2 separate regions of the Mus musculus genome follow, and region 1 is linked to region 2. The links are chromatin contacts, called in public promoter capture Hi-C maps. All regions are on one chromosome and are shown on one strand. Each heading gives the region's core, a stretch centred on a gene start, on an enhancer-like site or on the middle of the called end of the contact. The rest is flanking DNA. Distances are from core to core; before and after follow the strand shown.

Region 1 (4,046 bases), core at 1,519-4,018, 2.7 Mb before region 2:
CCACCCCCCTAGGGATTGGTGGGGTTTGATAGGTCTTCAAATCCTGAAGAGGGCTCAGATCTTTTCCCCTACAGATTCACTTTGCCTGAGACCAGGCCAGTAGCATTTGCTGTCTAGTGGTTTTCAGAGTGGAAGGCTGTCCTCCCACAGAGACAGATATTTCATAAGAATGTTTCCCAGGCCCCTGAAAGTTGCTTCTGAGCTGCCAAAGGTTGATGTGTGCAGCCACAGTAAAAAGCCCCAAGTTCACTTCTAGGTTTTGAAAACCCTCCAGTCCCTAAGCTCAAAAACCCACCAATCCCTGAGCTTAAAGTCCCACCAATCTTTGAGCTTTTCCCAAGCTTAAGACTTTAAATCCCACCAATCCCTCACCCTGGAAATCTCCACCCTGAAAAATACACCTTCCCCAAGAAACTCTACATAAAGCCTGCCTCCCACTCAGGTTTCTGCTGCCTTTAGGCTGAGCAGAGGCAGCCACCCTCTTGTGTCTTTCCTAATAAATTTCTTGTGTGAAATTTGCTATGCACTGTGAATTGTAGTATTCCTTGGCTTCCTACTGCCAGGAAAACTCCCACAGAGCTGCAGTACTTACACTGGGGAAAACTTTCCCCTCAGAGCTGTGTCACTCACACGCTGGCCCTTCTTTTTACAGGTGTCTAGCAGACGCTGTAGCCCATCTATCAAGACACATTCTAAGAACTTCATTCTTGACGCAGCCTGAAGGGTCTAGATTGGCTTTCCTCTGAGGGAGGAAGTGAGGCCTGAATCCCTGGGCCTGAGGAAAAATGGCTGAGGAGGAACTAGACCTAAAGAAGTTGTATCTAGATATGGAAGTCTCTACATGGACCATCCTTTCATCTCAGCTCCAAACTTTGTCTCTGTAACTCCTTCCAAGGGTGTTTTGTTCCCACTTCTAAGGAGGGGCATAGTGTCCACACTTCAGTCTTCATTTTTCTTGAGTTTCATGTGTTTAGGAAATTGTATCTTATATCTTGGGTATCCTAGGTTTTGGGCTAATATCCACTTATCAGTGAGTACATATTGTGTGAGTTCCTTTGTGAATGTGTTACCTCACTCAGGATGATGCCCTCCAGGTCCATCCATTTGGCTAGAAATTTCATAAATTCATTCTTTTTAATAGCTGAGTAGTACTCCATTGTGTAGATGTACCACATTTTCTGTATCCATTCCTCTGTTGAGGGGCATCTGGGTTCTTTCCAGCTTCTGGCTATTATAAATAAGGCTGCTATGAACATAGTGGCTGACACCATTGCATACATGTATTAGTCAGGGTTCTCTAGAGTCACAGAACTTATGGATAATCTCTAAATAGTAAAGGAATTTATTGATGACTTACAGTCGGCAGCCGAATTCCCAACAATTGTTCAGTCGCAGCTGTGAATGGAAGTCCAAGGATCTAGCAGTTACTCAGTCTCACGCAGCAAGCAGGCAAAGGAGCAAGAGCAAGAGCTAGACTCCCTTCTTCCAATGTCCTTATATTGTCTCCAGCAAAAGGTGTAGCCCAGATTAAAGGTGTGTTCCACCACACCTTTAATCCCAAATGAAAGGCATAGCCCAGATTAAAGGTGTGTTCCTTAACTCGGAGATTAAATCTTCTGGAATCCATAGCCACTATGGCTCAAGATCTTCAAACCAAGATCCAGATAAGGATCTCCAAGCCTCCAGATAAGGGTCACTGGTGAGCCTTCCAATTCCGAATTGTAGTTCATTCCAAATATTGTCAAGTTGACAACCAGGAATAGCCACTACAATACACTAGCAAGATTTTATCGAAAGGACCCAGATGTAGCTGTCTCTTGTGAGACTATGCCGGGGCCTAGCAAACACAGAAGTGGATGCTCACAGTCAGCTAATGGATGGATCACAGGGCTCCCAATGGAGGAGCTAGAGAAAGTAGCCAAGGAGCTAAAGGGATCTGCAACCCTATAGGCGGAACAACATTATGAACTAACCAGTACCCCGGAGCTCTTGACTCTAGCTGCATATGTATCAAAAGATGGCCTAGTCGGCCATCACTGGAAAGAGAGGCCCATTGGACACGCAAGCTTTATATGCCCCAGTACAGGGGAACGCCAGGGCCAAAAAGGGGGAGTGGGTGGGTAGGGGATTGGGGGTGGGTGGGTATGGGGGACTTTTGGTATAGCATTGGAAATGTAAATGAGCTAAATACCTAATAAAAAATGGAAAAAAAAAGTTGTATCTACTTTGATTGGTGTTACCCAAACGCAAAAGGGACAGGAATGAGAAAGGGCTCAGGTTGATGCACAGGGAATCCAGACTGCTGTGAGCCAAAGAAGCAGGACACACCCATTCCCTCTGTGAGCTCTCTGTGAGCTCCTACTGACAAAATTGACACAAATTAACTGAACACACCTGCGAAGTGGAAACTTTGAGAGATCCCTTCCATCAGACTGGCCTGTGCTTGTCTGTGGAGCATTTTCATAACCGATGATTGATGTGACGGCCTTGGCCCACTGTGGGTGGCGCTACCCCTGGCTGGTGGTCCTCAGTGGTGCAAAAAAAAAAAAAAAACAGGCTGAGTAAGCCTTCAAGCAAGCCAGTGGGCAGAAGTCCTCTTTGGTCTCTGCTTCAGTTCCTGCCTCAACTTCCCTTCATTACAGACTATGAGCTATAAGGTGAAGTGAGCCCTTTTCCTCCCCAGCTGCTTTTTGCCACGTGTTCATCACAGCGACAGAAAGCAAACCTGACATTACTTTTGGTGGCAGAAAACAAGCCTTTCATGACCTATCAAAAGTCGCTCAGATGGCAAAGGAAATGATCCAGGACGCTCTGACCTTGGGCAACAGCGGGACGCTGAGACAACCTTACTGCGCAGGCGCTCCTTAGGGCCCTACTTTAAAGGGTGCGCTTTGTGCAGGATCTCCGCGGGGGCGGGGTCTCACGGAAGGGCGCGCACTGCGAAAGTGAGAAGGGGTGTGGCTGTGGAGGGCGAAAGGACGGGGCTTCCGGGTAAGACACGGTCTGCGCCGGCGCAGTTCTGGAGGCGGTGCAGAAGCTGGGCTATGACGGCAGAGGGGCGGGGCTATGGCGAGCCGTGGGGAGGGGCCTCTAGGAAACCAAGCTACGCAGGCGTAGACCGGACAGTCCGGCTAGTATCTTCCCTGTGGTCTCCGTTATTACACCGTCCCAGCCTGGAACCTGTAACCAGCATGGGCCGGAAAGTGACCGTGGCCACCTGTGCACTCAATCAGTGGGCCCTGGACTTTGAGGGCAATTTCCAGAGGATTTTAAAGAGTGAGTTTTGGGGTGGCGGGAGACAGGAAGAAGTCAAAGTCCACAATGGGTAGGACATGGCAGTCCAGGCCAGCTTTGCCCAGGAGAGACTCACAGCGCTGGGCGTGGGAACAGATAGAAGGGTAATGCTTGGTGAGCTTTCAGGGCGACTTCCTAATTTGGGGGACATGTGAGGAAGCAAGGCAAGAGTGGAAATAGGAGTGCCCTGCCAGCCAGGCAGACACTGCCCTCATCCATCCTCTAGGATCTGGTGGGTCTCTCTAAGGTTACCTGGGGCAGGGCTGCGCATTCTTGGAACTGTTTCATTGAGATCTAGGCGTTTGCAAAGACTAGAGATCCGTGTTCTAGGGCTCCTGAGGACATTCCTCATGGATTGGCATTGGGAGAAGGCATACTGAAGCCAGAAGAGGTCTCAGGTCAGAGAAGGGTGTTGGCGTTCCATATACCTGTATTGTTGACATTCAGGTCAGCTCATCATTGCCCCCAGAAGATAGAACTGGGGATACTCTGTGCCCAGCTGCAGACTGCTCACCTCAGGTTATCCGTGCTGGAAGCCTCTGCAGGAAGGCTAAATAGGAAAAACAAGAAACAAGCAAAACAACAAGAAAAACCCAAATGTATTATTTATTTCATGTACATATGCACGCCATAATGTGCATGTGGAGGTCAGAGGACAACCTGCAGGAGTCAGCTGTCCTCTTCCACCTTGTGGGTCTGAGTGAGCAGTTCTCAACCTGTGAGCCACAACCCCTGTGAGGGCCAAATGACTC
Region 2 (3,786 bases), core at 232-2,731:
TGTTAGTGACCATGGCCTGAGAACACAGATTTAGGTTACTCCAGATTCTGTGTTCCCATGGAGGTAGTTTCATGACGTTTTGTAGTTTTACAGAAGAAAATAGTAGTAAACAAGGCAAGTTTAAGTACATTGAAGGGTACATCAGAGAGATTGGTACAACAAGAGGAAGGAAGCTTTTCTGTAAGTCCAAGATGCCAACTGATGACATTCTTGGCTTTTGGTTAGTGGAAGCTACTGGTCTGCTAAAGGATTCCAAAAGGATGCTGGGTGTGGTGACACTTGCCTTTCCTACCAGCAGTCAGGGGGAAGAGGAAGCCACATCTCTGTGAGTTGTAGGCCAGCCTGATCACAAGATATTAGTTGCAACACAGGTAGGCAAGGAAGAGCTGTTCTAGAGGGGTAGAACTAGCCCAGGATAAGGCAGCCTCTGGAACTGCACCAGCCCAATTTCTCCACAGCACTGAAACTCTAATCAGCCAGTCTCTGTAGATACAGCTTCTTTTCAGGAATTCTCCTTCATGGCAGCAACAAATAAAGGCTGGCTGGCCAAAGTTTTCCTTCTAATTGGGCAGGCTTTAATCTTTCCCCAAAGAACTGATCCCCAACTTCACAGGTCAGTTGTTGGTATTGGTTCCATGAGGATGGCTCTGCAGCGATGAAGATTAAGCTCTGTCTGTAGTGGCCACTGCACAGGGTTTATGAAGCTGAGTTCCAGCCTCTTTTCTTGCCTGTCTCTTTGCCTCCTTCTCTCCCTTCAGGGCTCCCTGTCCCAGGTCTTTTAGGGAACACAATTCCTGATTTCCTATGCTGGCCTGCTAGACTCTCCTTTACTTGTATTATTAAAGTTCCCGGAGGGACTCAGAACAGCATCTGGCAAATGACAAGTGTTTAACAAACACTTAGGTGGATGGATGCCAGTTCCTTGGCAAGGGTGTGTGTGGCCATTTGTGCAAGAGAGCAGGGCTCCTGAGTGACAAACTCTCAATGCTGACTTTTTCCACAGTGCTAGAATCCCAGCACTCAGGAAGCAAATCTGCATGTTCAAGGCCCTCCTGGGCTACACATCAAGACCTTATTTCAAAAATACAGAAACCAAAAGCAAATCCTATAACTTGGGAGTATGTTACAAAGTTTAAACATGGGCTGGAGGGATGGCTTAGGACACTGCTCTTCCAGAGCACCCAGGTGTAGTTCCCAACACCTGAATGGTGGCCATTCCCCAAGAATCTGATACCCTCTTCTGGCCTTCCTGGGCACGATGCACAGATATATATGCAGATGAAGCATTCATATATAAACGATATTTAAGACAAATATCAGAAATGCTTAGTGACGAAATGCTTGAGAGCCCCATGCATCAGAGGCTCTCGACATCCCAAGCCCTATCCCCAGGGAGAAAGGCTGTTCATAATGAACACTGTTCTAGCCATGAAAACCTGGTCGGCCTGTAGGAGAGATGGGTGTGTTCATACCAGAAGCTCTCATCACAGTCACACCCATTTCGTGGCAGCTGTGGATCATTTTACGTATTTTTAGTCAGGCTCAAAGAAGTGACTCAGGTTTGTCAAGTTCTGTTCCCAAAGTGCAGCCTGCATGTGGGAGGGACAGACCTAGTGGGCGGTCTCCAGTAGGCAAAGTGAAAGGCTAGTTGGGGCCAGAGAAAGAGAAGCGGCGAAAGTCTCTACGCCCCGCCCTGGGCGGAAGAAAACGGATCGTCTGGGACCTCTTGCAGCGGCACCAGGTGAGCAAGGGCCATGTTCCGGGGCGCCCGGCTGCCTTTGAGAGTTTTTTTCGGGTCCCTTCCTGGCCCTCTTAATACGTGGCAGAGCGGCTGGACCAGAAGGTTTGAGGGATCAAAAAATTGGGCGGGGGCGGGATCACGGGCCCGGCGAGTCTCTGAGGCCTGTTCCTCCCTTAGGGTGACACATTTGTGCCTCAGAGGAGCCTTGCTTGGTGCTTGAAGGCTGACCTCATAGCTCCGTCGCCAGCGACCTGTTCGCTCGCTCACTTTAAGGCCCAAAGAGGGTGTCTTCAGATCCTAGGATTAACCCAACAGCTAGGAGCAGCTAGTTAGCAATATCCAATCACATCAAAGCAGAGGCCTGAATCATGCTTCTAAGCCAGGCTGGTGGGACCTCCTGCCTGGTCCCAAGGCCAAACAGGGGGAGGAGTGTGGGAGAAGAACCAGCTGCCTGGGTTCTTTCACATCCCTTGCCCCTGACCTCAGATGATCGTCAGGACTGGCTGGCACCCTGCCTCCCATAAAGTCCAGTCCTGTGCTTTCCTCAAAGGTAGATACTCTAGGACCCTGTAGTCTGTAGTGCATAAGAGAGCAGGTGTGGGTTGCACCTGTGACTAGAAGTACTGTAGCTACCCCACCCCAGTGGCAGTGCCCTAGTGATGACTGGCTTTGGATGACACATCTGATCCAGGCAGTGCTGGTTTTACTCCCTGGCGAGTTGTGGGTGGGGCTAACTGGTTTCTCCATGCCCTGGCTATATGTCCACAGTGAGTTATCTCTGCCGTTGCCTCAGTTTTCCCTGTCACTAGCCCTTGTGTCAATATGTGTAAAGTGCTCCTGGTTAGCATTAAGGGGGTATCCTCCTAGCCCTGGGAAGGAAGGGGAAGACCCCGTTAGTAAAGCCATGTTGTGCCAGGCACTGTAACTTCACACAGAGCTGTTTGCCAGTTTCGGTAACTGTTATAGAGAGCAGCTGAAGTGACTTCTGTTTCTCTTAAACAGAACCTAGTACCGCTCTCCCTTCAGTGCTAGGAGCACAGCACTGATCTCTTCTTTCAAGCCTTCCAGGATACCCACATGCTGTCCAGGCTAGCTTGCTTGACAGATAGTTGCTTAGGAATGTGGAGACATGGGTATTTGTCTCTAGGCCTCAGATACATCCTTCCACAGCCAGTGCCTGTCATGCTTATTCAGGTTGTCAGAGCCTGTAACCTGTTTGTCCCAGCTTTCCTAGTGTGATACACTGCCTGGATCCTTTGCAGGCTGGGCCTGAGCTGGCTGAGGATTGTGAGAAGTTGGTCCTGGCCTGAGTCCCTAGACTCAGAAGGAAGTCACAGAAGCAAAAGCTATAGTGACTGCCTCTGAATACTCTCCTTTTCCCCCAGAGTCCTGTGCCTTCCTGCCCTTAAGGTGGTTGCTTGTGTCCAGGCTTCATGCTCCCTGGCCTTTGACTTTGTATAGGGCTTGGCAACAGTAGAGTATGGTGCTGGACCAACTTGTTCTCAGAGTAAGAAGTAGGCTGAATCAGCAGTAAGCCCCACTACTGGAGTTTCCAGACCGTAGCCAGGCTCCCACAAATAAGCAGGTTTCCAGGCCAGAGTTGGTATCCTGGTGCTGGGTGACTGGGTTCCTTCAGAGGCTAGGGGGTGACTGTGTCGCATAGTCCTAGGCTCTCAGGTTCTGCTCCTCTTAATGGTACCATGTAGTTAGCTTCTCCCTGATAACTTATTTCCGGGATACTCAATGTGTGGACAGACTTGCTGGGGAGAGGCTGGGCCCCTACTGGAAAAAAATACTCTCTTAACTTTTGGACTCATCTTTTTACAAATTCTAGCCTGTCGAGATAAGAAATTTTCTCAAGAGCTCTCTTCCTTCTTCTTTTGCCCAGACTGCACTGTGCACCCACCATGAGTCTTGACATCCAGTGTGAGCAGCTGAGTGATGCCCGGTGGACAGAGCTCCTTCCTCTGATCCAGCAATACGAAGTGGTCAGGTAGGAGCAACCTTGGGGACCAGTTGGGTCTGGCTGGGAGGGCAGTACTCTG

The links. Promoter capture Hi-C pulls out the DNA fragments that hold promoters and counts their contacts.
Region 1: a promoter capture Hi-C map of pre-B cells shows a contact between it and region 2, with 8 times the contacts expected there. The contact joins the promoter of Dhcr7 here to the promoter of Rnh1 in region 2. A contact is called at or near these places in 2 of 39 promoter capture datasets (liver and pre-B cells) and 1 of 9 other capture datasets (liver).

Annotation. Positions count from the first base shown.
Region 1 is chr7:143,821,889-143,825,934 of GRCm38.p6, reverse strand. Dhcr7 (7-dehydrocholesterol reductase) reads right to left here and starts at 2,768. Exons shown (of 9, transcript NM_007856.2): 1 at 2,395-2,768. Nadsyn1 (NAD synthetase 1) reads left to right here and starts at 3,083. Exons shown (of 21, transcript NM_030221.2): 1 at 3,083-3,276. The coding sequence starts at 3,192.
Region 2 is chr7:141,166,631-141,170,416 of GRCm38.p6, reverse strand. Rnh1 (ribonuclease/angiogenin inhibitor 1) reads left to right here and starts at 1,481. Exons shown (of 10, transcript NM_145135.3): 1 at 1,481-1,741; 2 at 3,630-3,734. The coding sequence starts at 3,649.